Regions from separate parts of the Sus scrofa genome. Here all the other regions are linked to region 2. The links are chromatin contacts, called in public HiChIP or PLAC-seq maps. All regions are on one chromosome and are shown on one strand. Each heading gives the region's core, a stretch centred on a gene start, on an enhancer-like site or on the middle of the called end of the contact. The rest is flanking DNA. Distances are from core to core; before and after follow the strand shown.

Region 1 (4,902 bases), core at 2,155-4,654, 1.2 Mb after region 2:
GGTTTTTTTTTTGTACCGTTGGATTATGCATATGCCTTCTGCAAAATTGGCTTATCAGAAATGAGGTATGTGAGCTTAGAAAAATATGCTTTTACCCTTCATCTAAGCAATTATAAATTAAATGTGACTTCCAAAGAAATCTCTCTTGAGGATAAAAGGTAGAAAATGAAGTTTCTGTATCATCCAGGTACATGAAACTATTGTGAAAATATTGAATGAGCACTCAAGGATATGAATACTTTCTAAACAGTGGGTAGCAGATGCAATTACCATAGATTTTTCTGGAATCTATGAACTCAGGAGGGGACTGACTTGCTAAATTAATTATGAGATGTTTCTAGGATAGAAATGTATCATCTTATCAAACTAAGAAAATATGTTGAAAGGCTGATTTAAAGAAAAAATGTGAAATAGCGTTGAAATTGGGGGCTTCTTTGACCTCTTACTGTTATTCCCCCAAATGTTGATACTCACCAGTGACCGGAAGTTGCACATTCAATGCAGTAACTGCATCAGCTCAGCCCTGAAAGGAACTGTTGATTGAGATTCCAAAGCTCCTCTGACAGGGCCTTCTATCAGGTGCTTAGGTTTTTTTCCCCATTTTGATCAAAGGAGTGCACAGAAGAAGAGAGGGAAAGAGAAGGAGAGGAGTAGGGTGGTGGTTAGGAGATCGGCTTGGGCTCAGGCTCATTTGCTTTGGAACCGAGCTGTACCACTTACTAATCATGTGACCTTGGATGCGTCTCAGATGCCTCATCCCTGGATAATAGAGCATTGACCTCTGGGGTTACTGTAAGGACTAAATGAGTACATATCTCTTAGCGTAGGGTCTAGTCCATAGTAAATATGCAGATATTGGGTGTCATTCTTATGTTACCAAGATAATAGCAAAATGATTATTGTTTTATGCTGCGGTGTGAATTGTTGCCTAGCAATAGATAATGGAAACGATTGGCTGGGCATGATTCTCATCTCTTAGGTATGTTGATCTTTCCTTATAAAGAGCAGGTGTACACTCATTCTCTTGCTTTTCACCCAGGTTGAGGAATTAGGATAAAAGCTTTAAAAAATTGTTATTGTTGTTGGTTTTATTTTTGTTAGTGTACAAGTGAGTCAAGAAAGGGGAGAGACTGACTTTTCTAAGAAGCGGTTTTTAAGCAAAAGCCTAATTTCCTGATAATCTGGGTGTTCTGCTTTTCTATAGGAAAAAGTACCCAAAGGATGATACTTTTAAAGTTGGTAGGCTTGTATTATAAACCTTTAAAAATCTTTTCTGACTGTGCCTTCATCAGTGTGGTGCAATGAAGCCTAAATGGCTGCTCGTAAGTCCCTTGCATCTGGAGTTCCTGTTGTGGTTTAGTGGAATGAAACTGACTGGTATCCATGGGGACACAGGTTTGATCCCAGGCCTCGCTCAGTGGGTTAAGGATCTGGCGTTGCCATGAACAGTGGTGTAGATTGCAGATGCAGCTGTGGCTGTGGTGTAGACTGGCAGCTGCAGCTCTGATTTAACCCCTAGCCTGGGAACCTCCGTATGCTGCAGGTGCAGCCCTAAAAAGACAATAAATAAATAAATAAGTCCCTTACATCACTTATTTACAAAACAGGTATATGGATCAGGGCAATTTGTATTTCTCATTATCTGTGGCCAAACATGGAAATTCAAGATAGAAACGTCTTTAAGTGACTACGTCCTGTATCTTGAAAAATCAGTACACATCCAAGGGGATAGTTTTGACTTATGAAGGGAAACTTTGTGTAAAAACTGGTTCTATTGAATATTGACTGGCTGGCTCTTTAGTGCTCTAGCTGTGCCAGCTGGATGGCCCACAGTCTGGAGGAGGGAGAGGAAAACACCTGCATTCTGGGAGTAAGAAAGCAACCGTAGAAGCTGACCTGGAAAGTCACTGCCGTTCTCTGTTTTTATGAGCTATGATCATTGAGCATCAGTCCTTGTCTTTCTGACACGTTCCATTCAAAATATTCTGAGATGTTAGGATTGATGACAGTTGTGTTTATACTGCCTTTGACTGGGAGAGCTCCCGTCAGCTGGATTGCTCTGCTGCAGAATCTTCCTTGGCAGATAGGAAGAGCCAGAGTAGCATTCTCATTCAGGGCATGTGTAATTGGTCAACAGCCAGCTCATAAATCTGATGATAAATTTGGCATTAATTGGTACAGCTTACTCATATGAAATGAGTAACCTAGGTGTAAACACACGTGTGTGTGAATATCAACACATTTATGTAAGTTATATAGGGTCGCATAATATCAGAATGTTTGTTGCAGCGTAAATAAGGAGGCCCACGTTACTAAAATTGATGACTGTGTAATTTTATTTACCTCTTGGGAATCACTTGAGCTATTGGATTCCCTGGCAAATGTGTTTTGATTAAGATCATGGCAAGATATGTTTGACAGCCATTTCAAATTATTAGAGGTTTATTACATATTTAAAGTCTGCAGTCACTTGAGATTGTATGTATCTGATTTTAGCTTAGAGAGAGAAATCTCTCGATATTTTGTTCCAAGGACTCTGTCTTCAAGGCCGTGCAATTACCATGCATTTTATAAAAACCACTCGCCTTCTTGGATGGTTTGGAATGTGGTGTGATGCTTGGTGCTTCTGTTTATTCTAAACAAGGTTAGCATCATGAATGCAGAGATTAATATGCTTGGTGTGTATTCCGTATAACTTTCGGTCGTATATACAGATTGAATCTGCACGAGTTGCAAGAGCATAATAATTAAGAATTGGTTCCTTAGCTGTGAACTGTGTTATTCATGAGGTTTATTATGGCTGGGCTGCGGCCGATCCTGGAAAAAGCATGGAAAGAGAAATATTTTCAGGGAAAACGTCATCTCTTAAATTTTTTCGAAAATGTCTTCAGTTTTTTCACTTTTCCATGAAACTGAAATGTAGCCCTGGCTTAATACATGCAGAGTTCATTGAGTACTGCAACAACAACCAAAATTGTAATGAAAATATAGTGATACTTAAATGTACTAAATGGAATCTGAACCCAGTCAGGTTTTTATGATTTTTCCATTTTTAACTTCAGAGACTGGTTAGCTTGCATGTTTTTAAACGAATGAGTTTATCACAGCCAGTAAGGAAAATGGTTAAAGTCTATCAGCTGTAAATTGGTACAAAGCACTAAAAGGGACATTAGCCTCTAATCAGATTCTAACAGTTCATTAAACCTGCCTTTCCAGAATCGCTCTTTGTCTTTTCCCTTCCTTTGCAAGGCATCTTCTTCCCTTTCTGTCTGGGCAAGACCTCCTCCAGGGTAGGAAGTACTGTCAACTCATCCTTCATTGTCTACCAACCAAACAGCCTAGGGGATACTTTGCTGGGTGGATTCCTGGCTGCTGTGAAAGGCCGGGCAGTTGAGGGCTGCTGGCAGCAGGAGGCCTTTCCTGAGGCTGGGAGATGGCAAGCCAGGCTGGCCGCTTCCAAGCATGGAAGCAAGTTGACACACTGGGATTTGAGATCCATGCCTGATGTGTCAACAACTCACCAGCCTCCATGAAAGGATTTTAAGCTTGGAACAAATGCACTGAGCTCCCCAGCAATACCATAAGTTCCTTCTCTTCTATGCTATGGGGATGCAAAATCCCTGAAAAATATGGACACGTCAAAAGCAAACGTTAAAAAAAAAAAAAAAAAAGGATCCTGCCAGTTTTAATCTTATTGTACATTCTGAGAGAGGAACATGACAGTAATTTTTCTTCTTACTCTTACCTAACAGATAAGGTAGCATGGAAATTTTAAATGCTTATTAGTCAGCTCTAGCGTAAATTTGCTTTTTCTTCTTCCTGTTGATTTCTCTGAGCAAATATTTGTGCTAAGAGGCCCCAAACATTTTATTTCTTGGAGTGTTTTTCTTAAACAAAAAAGGAGAGTCAAGACATAGGAGAAATAATTAGAGCTTCACTATACTGCACTCTGTTGGTATTATTTGGTAATAAAAACATTTAATTTATGATGTGTTGAAGTGGGAGTTGTTTTTATTTAACTGTCTGTTGGGGAGAACAACTCTATGAATCGTGAAAACCTGAAGGCTTAGAGGTGATATTAACCTTTTTGTCACTAGGTAGACAAAACATTTAGAAACATAGCTGTTTTTCTTTTAATAAGACCACCTTGGTGTCATATGGTTACATTCTATAATTGAGCAAAGTAAACCATTCTAAAAACCCAGTCAAACTTTGTCATTTTAATTTCTTCGTTTAGTCGGTATTGAGGGTAAAGTTGGCATTCTCAACACGTTTTAAAACATGAGCCTGATTTTGGCCGGAAGCAAGTGCTGATGTGTGGCTTTCTGACTCCCTTCTTGGGTTATTGACTTCAGAAAATTCCCAAAGCTGTGGATCTTAGTCAAAAATGACCTCGATTGAATCTTTTTATAAATGTTGTTTGAAATTCTATGGAGCCACGAGAGAAGTAAGGTTTTCCTTTCAAGAGGTGGTCAGTGGAGCCAAACATACACCTGAACAGAAAACAAATTATTTAGGATTTCCCCTTGTGGCTCAGTGGTTAATGAATCTGACCAGGAACCATGAGGTTGCGGGTTCGATCCCTGGCCTTGCTCAGTGGGTTAAGGATCTGGCGTTGCCGTGAGCTGTGGTGTAGGTCCCAGACGCGGCTCGGATCCTACATTGCTGTGGCTCTGGGGTCAGCCAGTGGCTACAGCTCCGATTAGACCCCTAGCCTGGGAACCTCCATATGCCTTGGGTTCGGCCCTAGAAAAGGCAAAAAGACAGAAAAAAAGAAAACAAATTATTTATTCTTTGGTTAAGACTTCAGTTTAAGAATTCACTCTTAATCCAGGACTTATGTTGGTTGTTTTTGTGGGAGATGTTTGAGATTGATATGTTGAAATTTTCATTTGATCAGAT
Region 2 (4,880 bases), core at 1,338-3,837:
AAAAGCAAAGCCTTTCTCTCCAGTAGAAGTTGCTGCTTTAACAAGAGAGTCAACACAAAAATAACCCCAAAGAACACACATCCCGACGCATGGCCAGCCTCCCTGGCGGCCCATCTCCCCATTTTATCAACATCACCACACACACATCCACGTACATCCCTGTTGCTTCCTTAAGTGCATCTACTAGAGAGAGGTCAGGTTTAGTTTCCTAAAAAAAGGACCTTCCTTAAAACTGCAGTGTTTGAAAGGAGGAAGGGACATAATGTCACATCAAGGGTAGATGTTTTGGAGTTCCCGTCCTGGCTTAGTGGTTAATGAACCTGACTAGCATCCATGAGGACTCGGTTTGATCCCTGGCCTCGCTCAGTGGGTTAAGGATCCAGCGTTGCCCTGAGCTGTGCTGTAGGTTGCAGATGTGGCTCAGATCCCAAGTTGCTGTGGCTCTGGCGTAGGCCGGCAGCTGCAGCTTTGATTTGACCCCTAGCCAGGGAGCCTCCATATGCTGCCAGCACAGCCCTAAAAGACAAAAAAAAAAAAGTAGGTGTTTTTCATATTCTTAATGTCCTAGATATACTAGAACTTTCTGTTGTAATCACCATTTTGGGAATCATCCCTGCTTGATTCTTTCACATAGAGATTGTTCTGGGTTTAAAGTTATTGAAAACCCCAATTCAAGCAATTAGATTGTACAGCCCCTTCTGCTATGTTTTGAAAGGCTGAAAAAAGCATCAGCAGTACGTTAGGATGACTTTTAAGAGTACTTGGCAAAATGGAGACAACCTAATGCAGGATCTCCTGCCTCATTTTTAGAAAAACTGACATCACATCCTTTAAAAACATGTATTTTGGGAGTTCCCGGCCTGGCACAGCCGAAGTGTATCCGACTAGGAACCATGAGGTTGCGGTTAGATCCTTGGCTTAGCTCAGTGGATTAAGGATCCGGCTTGCGTGAGCTGTGGTGTAGGCGGCAGATGCGGCTGGGATCTGGTTTGACTGTGGCGTAGGCCTGCGGCTGCAGCTCCAATTTAACCATTAGCCTGGGAACCTTCATATGCCACGGGGGCGCACTCCCTCCACCAAACAAACAAATCGTGTTCTGGGTTCTCTTTAAAACGTTTTTAGGGAATTAAATCTTGGCTCTAGCAGATTGACTTACTAAAGCAACGTGTGAGTATGGGTGTGTTTAGTGACGTTGATAAAATGGGAAAGTGGTCCAGCAGAAGGGCCAGAGATGCGTCCCGATGTGTCCACTTGTGTCCTTTATGAGATGACTGCCTTGTTTATGGTGTCAAAGAGGTGCCAGGCTCAGAGATTTATTCAGAGCGATTCTGTTGAAAAGCACGGTGGCGCGGGGGCGGGTGGGCTAACTTCAACCCCCCTAACCTGGCACCGCTGTACTGAGGGTGTGGAAGCCAGCCGCTCCCCATGTTGGCAAAGTCACATATCAGACCCCCGTACAGAAGGGATCTGTGGTCCGAGTCGCTCAGTGTGATAGCTGAGAAACTCTTTCTAATTGAGGTCTTGTAGGGAATCTTGGCTTTGCTTACGCCACCCGCGTTGAGATGGAGGATTCTGTGGGTCTTCTGACTCCTTGGAAGTGAGGGTTGTGTTATGGAGCTTCTGTGGCAGTGAGTGCGGGAGCTTGCATGGGGTGGAGCAGCCTCACCCACGCTCAGAAATCAAGCCAGACGGTGAAGATCAGACTATTCTGGCGTCTGGAAATGGGCCCTTCTGCGGAGGGACACTCTCAGGGGAGGCCGCGCAGCTCCTACTACTTTGGCAAACCCGGCGCTGTCCTTCAGCCCCGCAGAAATCTGGAACACCGGAGAAGGTGGGGCTTCGCTTCCGAGTCTTGTTCAGGGTTAGACAAGGTGCACCAGGCAGCCTTGTCCCTCTGACCCTTTGATCCAGGTCATCCTGAGCCCTTCCCCCAGCTAACCAGCAACCTCAGTATCTCGCCCAGCTGAGGGGTGGAGGAGACAACTCCCAGCGTGGGTTTAAGCCTTTTTAAAAAGCCTGGCCAAGACTTCCTTCCCACCCCCGAGCCCCCACCTCCCAGAGGCAGGAACCAGCCTCCCCCTTTTTCCCCGCCCTCAGAGAAACCAAATCCAGTCACGCCTGGCTTTTCTAAGCGAAGGTTTCTATTTCTTTTCCTCTGCGTTTTTCCCTCAAGGATGTTTGGAGAAGGAGAGCTGGGGAAAGGGTGGAAAGGGCATGCACGCCCTTATTTCTCTTTGGATCATAACTTTGGAGCCGCGCGTTCCAAAAGCCCCATTGACAAAAGGCTGAGGGGCGCTCCTTGAACCTGCGGCCAGTAGATGGCGCACCGTCCCCGCTCAGCCGCACCGGGAGCCGAGGCACGGGGCTGGTCTCTGCTGTCCAAACCGAAAACCGGCATTACCCGCGCAGGCAAGAGGCAAATATTAAACCTAGCATTTTATGCATTTTGAGAAAGAAAGACTTTCTGTTTAGGTTCATTCCTCATTCTCTGGAGATGTGTTTGGAAACCCCGTCTGCCACTGAACTCATCACTGTGGCCTTTTATTCACTTACAAAATGCTTCCCCAGAATCCCAGCTCAATTACCTTTTGTCTCCCTGCTGTCCTAATACTCTGGTTGAATGTAGGAAAAACAAAGCAGCAAGGTCAGACGTCCCCTTTCTTGCCCGCAATGGTTTATCTTTCATGTTTTCCAGAACCAAAGGGAATGGGTGGCCCTGCTGCCCACATATGCTCTGTATGTGTTGTGTGTCTCTCTGTGTATATAGTGCAAACGTTTACTTTTGTCCAAAGGAAAGACACACACACACACATATATAAACGAGTAAAAATAGTTGAGTATATGTCTTTCCTTCGGGCAAAAGCCCACGTTCGTGGGCAATGTTTTCACCAGTCTATTCAAAGCATATGTTTACATGTCATTTCAAGAGATCCAGTATCTGAAAAATTATCATAAACATCTGATGGTTAATCAATTCCACAACTAGGTACTGACTGCAATGATGTGCAAAGTCTTATAGTCTGTGGGGCTGGGAATACTTAAAGTAAGTTCTTACGCTCAAAGATATTACCACCCAGTCCTGGATAATGAGAGCCAAAGTGTTGTGTGTGGATTTGAATAGGTGCATGCAGGCTGTGTGTGTATGGTAGTGTGTGTGCTGTGTTCAGTCAAGATTGAGGTCTGAGGGCTGTTATCCACTTAGATCCACTAGATCTAGTATACCTAGATATAGTCATAAGTAATAATGAGTACACAACTAAATTAATAAGTAGGTTTGGTCACCTCCCAGCACCATGCCTAGGTCGAGCGGGTACTGATCTCTATTGATGGAGATGTGAATGGGGCTCCAAAAAGGACCAGATTTACCTCAAATTGGTGGAATAACTTACCATTTCTTAAGTACTTTCACGTGTATTATTTCAAGAATAGTACTTTGTGAATATTTTATGTTGCGACTTACATTCAACACTATGTAAGCAAGAGCTACACAGATACAGACATTAAAGAACAAGGTGTGACCAGAACCCAGAATCCCAGACATAGCTTCATCAGTTTTGCTTTCTATTGCCTATATTTTTCCCCAGAAAATATTTAGTGGATTTGGATGGAAAGGAAAAATGCCTCTGGTGAGAAAGTAAGGGGACTCTGTGTGTGTGTGTGTGTGTGTGTGTGTGTGTGTGTGTAGGCGTGTGTGTGTGCTATTAAATGTCTTTCCAGAGGTCTTGGTCTGTTGCAATAGCCTTGCCAGTCCTTCAATTACTGTTTTCTTTCATGAGAAATTGTTACTGGAATGCACTCACCCTTTTAGGGAGCTGTGAATGTGGTTATAATTGCCTGTTTCTAAGATAATTGGCCTGACTGCATAGCCCTGGAAAAGTTACTCGAACGAATGGGCATGTGGAGGGAAGCTTGAGCTGCCTTCGGACTTTATCTGGGCTGTGAGGCCCAGCTGCCACCATCGGCCAGCGGCATGGAGTAACCAAAGTAGATGGCAAGAGAGATGGACCTGGAAGGATCTGTAAAGAAGTCCATCTCAAAGGCAATGGCCACTTGAGTTTTGACATGTCCTTGCAGAAAGATTTTTTTTTTTTTTGACTGTAAAGCTCCCCATTTGTAACTTTTGGTGAGTTCACATCCAGTAGCTGTAGAAAATCAGAGCTTTCCGTGGGTCCCACTCTCCTCTTTCGAGGCCCTGGAGGCTCAGCATCTGAATGTTATCCCAGTCTGAAAGAGCAATGGAAGGGAAATAGAATGGTGAAAGTTTGATTGATTTCAGGTGGTAAATCAATGCACAATTTTCTAACGTCTATATTATCAGTGCTATCAATGGCCTTTGATGCCATTGATCAAAGAGTTGTGCTAATTCATTACAAGCTGACACGAAATGACCGTGTTCTTAGCTCCTGGGGAGAAGCTAAAATACACTTTCTCTTAAAAGTGGAGAATCCTAGGGTGTTACAGGATGCAATTAGTAGTTTTCTTTTCTTTTCTTTTCCCCTGTTAAATTTTAGGCTCTCATTTTGCTTTCTGAAAAAAAGGAAATTTCTGCTGGAAAACTCCTTGTGATGAATTTCTGCTGCCATAACTGCAGCTTGGTTACCAAAAAGGTTAAAGAATCTTTCACTTGCTCTGAGCAAGAGAGTAGTCATTCACAGGGGAACACAGAGACCAGCATTGTAATAAGGTGAGGAACCCAATCAGGAACCCCTAACGTAATGAAAGCTGGCCCGGCCATTCCAGGATTTATGGAAAGCGAATAGCGCTGTCGGAAAAATCAGCTTAACAAATCAGTGTTGCTGTTCTTGTATTTCTTGCTTTCATACCCTCTCCTCCCTAAACAACCTTCTTTTTGTGTTACGCCCTCACAGGGTCACAGGATC
Region 3 (4,567 bases), core at 1,945-4,444, 1.0 Mb after region 2:
GAAGAGCTGCCGCACCGGGCCGTGTAGGCTGTGGGTGTGCACTGGAGAGAGTGGAGGGGAAGGGGTTAAGGCGGAGATGACACTGCTGGCATGAATAGTGGTCCTGGTGCTACATTCATTATTGTCTCTGGTCGAAATGATGTGTAACTGTCACTTGCTACAGTGTCTGGTCCACGGCAGTAGCCAGGGGCTGGCCCGTGGCAGTTATTTTCAATTACGGGGGACCTGGCCGGAGTTGACAGGGGGCAACTTTGCGGGGCCACCCTGGCCGAGAAGCCCGCGGAGCCGGCCTGGGAGCCACTTCTCGCCTTTAACAGCTGGCTCCGAGGACTCGGACTTGACCTCCGCGACATTAGTTGGTGTTCGCGTTAGATGCTCCCCTACGGAGAGAATCAATCCTGCTTTTGTTGGGTAGAGGAGTGCCTGCTAGAACTTTGAAAACTTTTATCTTTGGGGAAAAGGGTGGGGTGCACTCAACAGTTCGGTTTCGAAGTGCATTTGAGGCAAAGGCTCGGAAAAAGTACCAATTCCTTTGTTATATGCCCTGCAGCTTCCCAACCCCCTTCACCCTGCGCTTCGAGTTTTGCATACTTTAATAGTAATAGCCTTAATTCAGCTGATAAAAGCTGACTGTTGAGTTAAAGAGTATTAGTACAACGGAATGTGTAATCTGGATAAACAGTTTGTGTGGTTAATATTGTCAGTTCTCTAATTTAACTGTACAGATGGTTTAAGTATGGTGCTCTATGGATTGTTTTAAGCCATTCCACCGGCTAATAGAATCCTCAGCCGATCCCTCGGATATTTTATTGTAAATCATCTTTAATATTCTCAGTTGCCCTGTAACACCAGGGAGAGGAGCAGCTCTATTTACATTTAGTGCCTGAGCATCTAGTGGCTTCGGTAGACATCTGCCAATCAAATGCACGTCATTCTCCAAATCCACCTAGACGCCTCCATGCCCTTTTCTTACTGGAGGATAGAGTTGTTAGATAAGTACATGCTTTGAAATCAATTTTGGTGCCTTTTGACGGACAGCAGCCTGTGATGGGAATGGGGCTGTTACTTTTAAGCGGGGGGGGGGTGGGGGGGGTGGTGGTATTCCAGCTCCTAGGACATGCTCTTTGCAATTGGTATTTAGTAAGAACGGTGACCCCTCACCTAAAAAAAAAAAAAAAAACCCAAAAAAACCGACAACAAAAAAACTGGTTGTGCTATATGCAGACCTCATTCACACGTTGTTTACATTTTTTAAAACCACATAGAAATTGGTTATGCTAAAGGGGTATCTTTTTAGGGTAGAAAATGTTTAACTTTAGAAGCTCAGTGGAAATAGGATGTTGAAGGACAAACATTTGGTTGCATAAGTTATATCTTTATGGCTGCAGCCTGGTCAGTCTGGAGACTGGCTTGGGCATGTTAAGCTCCTTTGAGTTGGGGGGAGCACATTTTTGAGCAGACCAGAACTGGCAGACATTTGTAATGTATTTAGGAAAGAGGGTTTATTATTTTACCCTCTAATTCATAGCTATTGTGAAACATGCTAGCAGAAGTTGGGATATTTTTGCATGAAATTCTAATAATTTATGAACTCACACTGTCCTATAGCTGTATGAAAGCAACTAAACATCCTTGAGGGCCTTCTGTTTATTTTTGAAGGGTTTCAGTTATTTGTCTGTTAATTTGTCATGCCAGTTTAAAAGAAACTTCTGTCAGCTAAACTTTATTTTGGAATGCCTTGAATTACTATTGACTGAATGAAAATTGTTGTGCTCATAGGCCCTTAATATTTTTTTGTTTTTTTGTTTTTTCCCCTCCGGAAAGTTCCTTTTCCACAACTCAATGTCATTGGGGAGAAAATTGGTCCTGGTATAGCATTTGAAACCTTGACCTTAGCAACTCTTGGCCTGGGCTTGTTTACTACAGCTGCAGCCTATGTGTGTACAGAAAGGGAGGAACTGCAAACGGTGTGCACACTCTCTCCCCAGGCCAAGGGAAAAACAGATCGGGATGCTTGATCTGTTCATTCTGAAGAGCACCCATCAGGCATGTAATAGCGTTAGCGTTCTGGTCGTTTAAAAAAAAAATATATGTTCCTCGGGGATTACTTCCCAGCCTTCTGTGCAAGGTAAACACACATGCACTTCAGCAGACTTAGAGTGAGTTTTAGATGTTATAGCACGAAGCCGGCTGTTAGCAACTTAGTGAAATAATTTGGTCTTAAATATAGGTGTGTTTTCTCTCCGAGCAAAGATGACATAAGTGCTTAGGCCTCTAGGCCTTTATGACGGCATTTTGAACCAAGCCAGTGTGGGTTCATCTAGAGTGTTGAGTAACTTGACCAGTGAGGTGATGCTGTCAACTAGTTGAATATAGAAACGTCTTGGATGTTTTCACCACGATACAGAATGGAAAGTGTGGCATTTCATGTTTCTATGAATTAACATGAGACGAATCACTTTAAATCGGGGAGGGGGGGCGTCCAATGGTTTGTTATCTATATTGTGAGAGTGACAAACCCTTTAGTGTCAACGTCACCAAACGAGCTGTAGATGATTTGTGTATTAATACAACGTAGTTTGTATTCTGCAGAACTAGAAACGGCACAAACTCATTTGAAAAAGTTATGCCTTTTTTGACTAAATAAATTTCCTTATGCTTCCATGTTGATTCATGAACAAGAGCTAAAAATCCCCAAAGAGTTTTATTCTGAATCGACAGCACGGTTATGTTTTCCTTGTAGAAAACAACTTTCATTTTTGTAAACAATTCCTAAAATAGATTGCAGTCGCTTACCTTTATCATTTCCATTTGGAAAATACCATATGGTCCCAGAGTGGAAATAATCTGTATTTTTGCCCAGTGTTCATTTTCCATTTAAAATTCATGTGTATTTATTTTTTCAGAGTCCAAATTGTGTACGCCTTTCAGTCTTAAGTATGTGCACAATGTAAGGGTGAAAGTATTGCAATTAAATCACTGGCAACACCCAATAACCACAGCCTTAACTCATCCACCACAACTAGGGCTCTCAGAATCAAAATCTAAGTAAACAGATGGGCCTTGCCCTGTGCCCAGAAGGGCAGCAGCCTTAGGCTTTGTGAGACCTGCTTTGTGAGTGATTCTAGATCCCAGGCCCTTCTGGAGAACTGTGTGACTTCAACTGGCCAGAATTCATTGTCAGGGCGGGCCTACGGCAGCCACACCCCATCTGATGTCAGCTTTTGAGTTCTTGCGGTAGGGAACACATGCTGTGGATTAAATGGTTACTTTCTTTATATATTCTCAGTAATTATGTTACAAAAGGATTTTTCGGTTTTGGGTGTTTATTGTCATAAAAGTGGCTACTTGAGTAGTCCTGTTGCTCCATAAAAATTTGTTTTGGTCTGGCAGCAGATTACAGGATAGTTGCTCAAAGAATTCTGCTCTGGGATGGTCTTTCTTCCTGTCTTTTTTTTTTTTTTTTTTCATCTCAAAGTTAACTTTTATTTTGTTGCTGAATTTGATGGTAATAGTTTTGAATATTTATTACAGGCGTAATAATTGGACGGGTCCAAACAGTGTTGCTTTTTAGTGACAGATGCAGCAGCGGAAAGCCCTTGCTGCTGTGTTGCTATGTGGAAGATGAGGGGAAAAAAATTGCAGAGCTTTGGGATAGATTTCCCACCCCCATCAGAGGCACTAGAAGCTGCCGCTATTACAGCTTTGCTGGCCTCCACATCCAGGGATTGTGTTTCCTGTGCTTCATTCACCATGCTTAACGGTGTATATGGCTTTTCGCAATGATTGCTGGCGTGATATATCTGTATATACTACATATATAAATATATTCTCTATTTTAGATGTGTGTATATGCATAGTATTTATATTTATTATATTACATAATATTTTGTATTTATGAATGTGAGTTTTTGTATTCTCTAGTTATATTGGTATACACCCCATACCTACACCGTTCACATGATGACCATGAATTATGGTAAAGAGCCCCCTACCCACTTGAATAAAAAGGAGGAAAACAGGCAAAGTTTGTTTGTTTTGTTTTTTTTTTTTCAAGTTCTTTATTTAGTAGTAGTGTTCCCACTTTAGTTTCACAAGCAAACTTCTAACAAAACCTGAAATCAACCGTTCCCCAAAGAAAACAAACCCACAGACCTAAATGAGAACCAAGGTAAATGATTGTAAAAAAATGGCATAAATATCTGTAAAGAAAACCTTCATTCATTTCGTAATCGGGTATCTGCTAAGATTGTACATCCTGGAATCAGCACTGATTTAAGTGGCAGAGATAGCGCCGTTTGAGTCAGGCTCTCTTGCTTACTAACTCTGGATGACCTTGGTTCAATTTCTTAACTCCTCTATGTCTGTAAAATGGGAAAAATAATATGCAGTTTCCAGGGTTGTGGTGAGGGTACGATGAAATAACATAGGTAAAAATCACTTTGTGAGACTCTACAGTGCCGGTGTGGCAATTGATTTGGCAGGAAAACCAAGCCCCATCCCCCACCCCCTGCCCTAAAAGGGATGAACTTTCCAGCCTCTCAAAGTGAGCATATAAATTACACTT
Region 4 (4,420 bases), core at 1,816-4,315, 1.4 Mb after region 2:
CGGGAGCTATGGTGTAGGTCGCAGATAGTGCTCGGATCTGGCGTCGCTGTGGCTGTGGCATAGACTTCGATTGGATCCCTAGCCTGGGAACCTCCATATGCCATGAGTGCGGCCCTAAAAAAAAGCAAAAAATTAAAAAACTAATGAGACTGAAGTACTTTGCATGGTCTGGCACCTAGTAAAGGCTTAGTAAATGCGGATGACGTTGTACTGCTGTGAGTACTGACTTGTTCTTGGGTGGGATGTAGCCAAAATTCTATCCAGTTTAGTCCACAGAAGGTAGGTCTTCTAACAAAGAATAGAAGAAATAAGATGTCAGAGAAGAAGCCAGACCTTAGAAACCACAGTCTTGGTTCATGCTCCTCTATAACGTGTTTATTTCTCTTATTTCCTCGCCTTTAGGGAAGTCACATCAGCTTAGTAGTTAAGACTGCAGGCTCCGTAGAGCACATTGGTAACCTCGGTCCCCTGGAATTAGCTGGATATTTCCATACCAACCTCTCATCCTTTCCAATCCAGTTGGCACTGCTAATGATATAAAGCGAACATGTAGGCACTGTTCTAAATACTTTAATACTATCAACTCATTTAATCTCGCAGGCCAAAGAGGTGGCCTCTGTTTGTGCAGATGAGAAAAGGGAAGTGCAGACAGGTTACGTAACTTGCCGTAAGATGACACTGTTGGTAAATGGTGGAGCCAGAATTCAATCCTGGGCAGTTATACACTTTGTCCTCTTCAGTACTTCATCCTGATTCCACCAGAGGCTATAGGATTAGATTGAAGTTGTGACAGCTTTTCTGCAGTGGAGCTGTAGTAAAAAGGTAGGATGCCCTTCCTAGCAGTTCATCAGGGATCAAGAATTTGCTTTGGGCCTGAGGGTTTCACATCCCACCACCAGGCACCTGCTGTCCAGGTAGGTTCAGGAAACACTGAAAACCAGAGTGATTGCATTCTCTTGATGAACTATAAATGGTAGTCCTTAAAATACAAGATTCGAGCATCAGGTCCTTTAGTGCTTATATCCAAAGAAGGAAGAGTCATTCTTGTATTAAGGTATCTAAAAAGTTCTCACATGCTTAGCAAGAAAGCTAAATTAAGCCCTTGTTGCGTAAAATTATAAACATGCTGTCTGCCTCAGATGAGTAAGAGTATATAAATAGAACAGTTGGTGTACATGGCCTTAATATTATAGCTTCCTTTTTTCTATGTAATGTAAATCACCAAATGCAAGCATTTCTATCTGACATAAACTGTCAGTCTCAGAAGGGCCCATTGTAGGATTCAATACATGTTATGCAACAACCAAGACTGCCCTTTTTTTCAGCATGGTGATTTTTTTTTTTTTTCCTTGCCATATCCAGCGGTTAGTACTCAGGGCTGAAACCCTTAGTTATAGAACAAAGTGGCTTAGCAGTAATCGAGCCTGTGTGAGGCTAAGGGAAGAATAATGAACATTCCCTGCAAGCTTCCTGCCTGGATGCAGGTGCAGGAATCAGGAGGTCATGAATAATGCATGACATGCAGATTAGATGGTGGTTTCTCCTACTGGGGTTTTGACTTTGCTACCTGCCTGGCTGCTATATGTGGAAAGGAGGTAGGTGATGGCAAAAAAAAGTATCACGATTTAAAGACTCTGAGCTCACAGAAACACTGCATATTCTTTTGAAGAAATAAAACTAGGGGGGAGGGTAGCTGAAATGCAAACCTTTATGGTCTGTTTTACTGGGTAAAGTGAGCTCCAGGTTATCAATTTCCTCACTTTGGAAAGGGCAAAAAGCTTTCTTGTTTTACCATCTTAATTTAAGAAGGCTTATAATAAGTATTTGGTCATACAGAGACAATCAGGAATTCGTTGAAGACTGTTCAACTGTTACAGAAATTATCTACTTACAGTATTTGATCTATGGATCAATGAAGTTTTGCTAAAAGATACCATTACCTAGAGAATGTTGTAATTATAAGTTCAACAGACCCATTTTTTTCCATTGATATATGCAATAAGAAACATCAATAAGTGAATACTTCTCTATCATTGAACTTCACCTGGTGGAATTATCTTGATGAATAGAAATAGGGATAAGGAGGAAGTAATATGAGATAAACATTTAAAGGAAACAGAGTGAATTAAAGAACTGTGAGTATTTGGACTGTTACACCTTAACATTGTATTTAGGCACCAGGATTCTGAAATCCCTGGGTTGGTGGGGGGCGGGGTGTAGGGAAGGTTCAAGAAGATTTCCTGCATTTTCCCTTAGGTCAGGGGAGTTTTACTGGGGAAGACATTTTGGGGCTCACCATTCCATTTTGATGATTGTTTTTCAAGCAGACAGAGAAAAAGAAGAGAAGAAAGAAAGGAATCTTGCTACCTTGTGTATAATTCTTTGGCATTTTTCTTGCATGTTTGTTTGCGCACTCTCTCTCTCTCCAGTTGGGGGGACTGGAATATGAGCTGGCTTTCATTTCTAGCTGAGTCTGTCATTTCCGCTAGGCCCCAGGTTGGCCAGATGCCAAGACCAACAGGTGATCCTTGTAGCTGCAAAACAGCAGGAAGTGGGCCGAGCTTGAATGAGACAGTTCACCAGAGGGGCTGTCTGGCCTCTCTCCATCTTTCTGCATAATTAACATCCCCTCCCCCATATGGAGCAGAAAACCTGTGCTGAGCAGCTCAGCTGCAGCAGCCACTGAGCAGCACTGTGAGGAAAAGAATGTTAATAAGGGATGTTGGAAGAAATAAGCCTTCCGAGTGCAAAGTGCAGTCTGGCTCTGGGTTCACAGAAAGACTGCCGTTGGCTCTTCTGAGGGGCTAGAACTGTATTAGCTGTTTTGAAAGGATTTTCCCTCACTGAACAACTGCGAAGACCTAGGATGCTAATAAACCTTGGGGCTGGTGGTTCCGACTGGACTTGAAGAGCCCTTTAAAATCCCTGTTTTCTTTCTTGTCTTGAACATAAGAATGTCTGAGACACGAAGAGTAAAAGCAACAGGAGCTTAAAGCCTGCCTAGATCTCACGAACCCTGGTAGAGACGGAACAAAGCAGGAAGTTGGCCACGAGAACAGGAAGTAGAGTAAATTGTGTTGCCAGTAAGTGATCTGCAAAAAAGTGGAGGTTCATGGAGAGTCAAGGTAGTTCCTGCTTAGAAGATACTGGCGGTTCCTAGAAATTTAAGCTATTACCAGTGGGTGACTCCAACCCTGGAAGCTTGTAAAGCAATGTAGTCTTTGCTACCTTTTCCCCGTGGTTTAGCTAAAGTTTTGAATTGATTGCATCTCCCTTCCGGCTCAGAGCATCACATATAGAAGCTCTTTCTCCTGGAAATACCTATTCATCTATCCTTTCTCCCCCATCCCCCGTGCTTCTGTGCCTGGACATCTGAATGAAGCTATTGAAGTAAGGGAGAACTTTTTTTTTTCTTCTACCCTCTAAGGTTTAGTGTCTGAGGGCCTGCAAATTAAACTGACAAAAGATAGATTAGCAAGAGGAAAAAAACAGATTGTTTACACAAAAACATGTATACATGCATGTACTCAGTGGTGAGTAACTCAAAGGGGTGGTTAGAATGTGGAGTTTATAGGAGTCCCTTGGTGGCTCAGTGGATTATGGATCTGGCATTGTCACTGCTGCAGCTCTGGTTACTGATGTGGCATGGGTTCAATCCCTGGCCCCAGAATTTCTTCATGGTGTGGACTTGGCTTAAAAAAACTGAATTTGGGAGTTCCCATCGTGGCACAGTGGTTAACAAATCCGACTAGGAACCATGAGATGTCGAGTTTGGTCCCTGGTCTTGCTCAGTGGATTAAGGATCCGGCGTTGCCGTGAGCTGTGGTGTAGGTTGCAGACTCGGTTTGGATCTGTTGTTGTGGTTCAGGCAGAGGCTGGCGGCTACAGCTCTGATTGGACCCCTAGCCTGGGACCCTCCATATGCCACAAGAAGTGGCCCTAGAAAAGGCAAAAAGACAAAAAGACCAAAAAAAAAAAAAAAAAAAAAACTGAATTTGGAGCTTATATACCATCTTAACAGAGGTAATAAATGGTGGAGAAATACTTGTCAAAAGGAAAGAGGGCCTGGGGTTCTAGGGGAGCAAATTTTCGAAAGGTAACTAGGAAGTGTAGGGGGGAAACTAATGGAAAATAAGGGTGGTTTATGCCAACTCATCTCTGTACCATTTCTGGTGATGAGTTGTGCTTTGATCTCCTCCTCTTCCTGGTATGGGAGGGCGAACACCTTTACAAATGAAAATATCCTTAGCAAAACTTAAGTTTATGCCCTGCTGTTAGGTATATAAAGGGAACGTAGAGGCGTTCCCTGGTGGTGCAGCGGGTTAAGGATCCAGCGTTGTCACTGTGGTGCTGTGGATTCGATCCCTGGTCTGAGAACTTCCATGTGTTATGAACATGGCAAAAAAATATAAAATAAAAA

Evidence for each region. HiChIP or PLAC-seq counts read pairs in DNA pulled down with a chosen protein or histone mark.
Region 1: a contact with region 2 is called in an H3K27ac HiChIP or PLAC-seq map of skeletal muscle, with 11 times the contacts expected there. The contact joins two enhancer-like sites. A contact is called at or near these places in 8 of 47 Hi-C or Micro-C datasets (embryonic fibroblasts, fetal skeletal muscle, liver and 5 more) and 1 of 2 datasets of contacts at active chromatin or transcription factors (skeletal muscle).
Region 3: an H3K27ac HiChIP or PLAC-seq map of skeletal muscle shows a contact between it and region 2, with 9 times the contacts expected there. The contact joins two enhancer-like sites. A contact is called at or near these places in 6 of 47 Hi-C or Micro-C datasets (embryonic fibroblasts, fetal heart ventricle, fetal skeletal muscle and 2 more) and 1 of 2 datasets of contacts at active chromatin or transcription factors (skeletal muscle).
Region 4: a contact with region 2 is called in an H3K27ac HiChIP or PLAC-seq map of skeletal muscle, with 15 times the contacts expected there. The contact joins two enhancer-like sites. A contact is called at or near these places in 3 of 47 Hi-C or Micro-C datasets (embryonic fibroblasts, fetal heart ventricle and skeletal muscle) and 1 of 2 datasets of contacts at active chromatin or transcription factors (skeletal muscle).

The regions. Positions count from the first base shown.
Region 1 is chr11:46,256,118-46,261,019 of Sscrofa11.1, reverse strand. The region is part of intron 1 of KLF12 (Kruppel like factor 12); the gene reads left to right. Among named protein-coding and RNA genes, the nearest start is that of KLF12, 50 kb to the left of the region's middle. Within about 2 kb of position 3,404, at least 10 of the 83 cell types and tissues checked have an H3K27ac peak or open chromatin away from gene starts, as enhancers often do. A contact at or near this core is called in skeletal muscle, where this site is marked.
Region 2 is chr11:47,491,253-47,496,132 of Sscrofa11.1, reverse strand. No RefSeq gene overlaps it. Among named protein-coding and RNA genes, the nearest start is that of TBC1D4, 270 kb to the left of the region's middle. Within about 2 kb of position 2,587, at least 13 of the 83 cell types and tissues checked have an H3K27ac peak or open chromatin away from gene starts, as enhancers often do. A contact at or near this core is called in skeletal muscle, where this site is marked.
Region 3 is chr11:46,454,053-46,458,619 of Sscrofa11.1, reverse strand. It overlaps a transcript of KLF12 not described here. Among named protein-coding and RNA genes, the nearest start is that of KLF12, 150 kb to the right of the region's middle. Within about 2 kb of position 3,194, at least 19 of the 83 cell types and tissues checked have an H3K27ac peak or open chromatin away from gene starts, as enhancers often do. A contact at or near this core is called in skeletal muscle, where this site is marked.
Region 4 is chr11:46,070,091-46,074,510 of Sscrofa11.1, reverse strand. The region is part of intron 4 of KLF12 (Kruppel like factor 12); the gene reads left to right. Among named protein-coding and RNA genes, the nearest start is that of KLF12, 240 kb to the left of the region's middle. Within about 2 kb of position 3,065, at least 37 of the 83 cell types and tissues checked have an H3K27ac peak or open chromatin away from gene starts, as enhancers often do. A contact at or near this core is called in skeletal muscle, where this site is marked.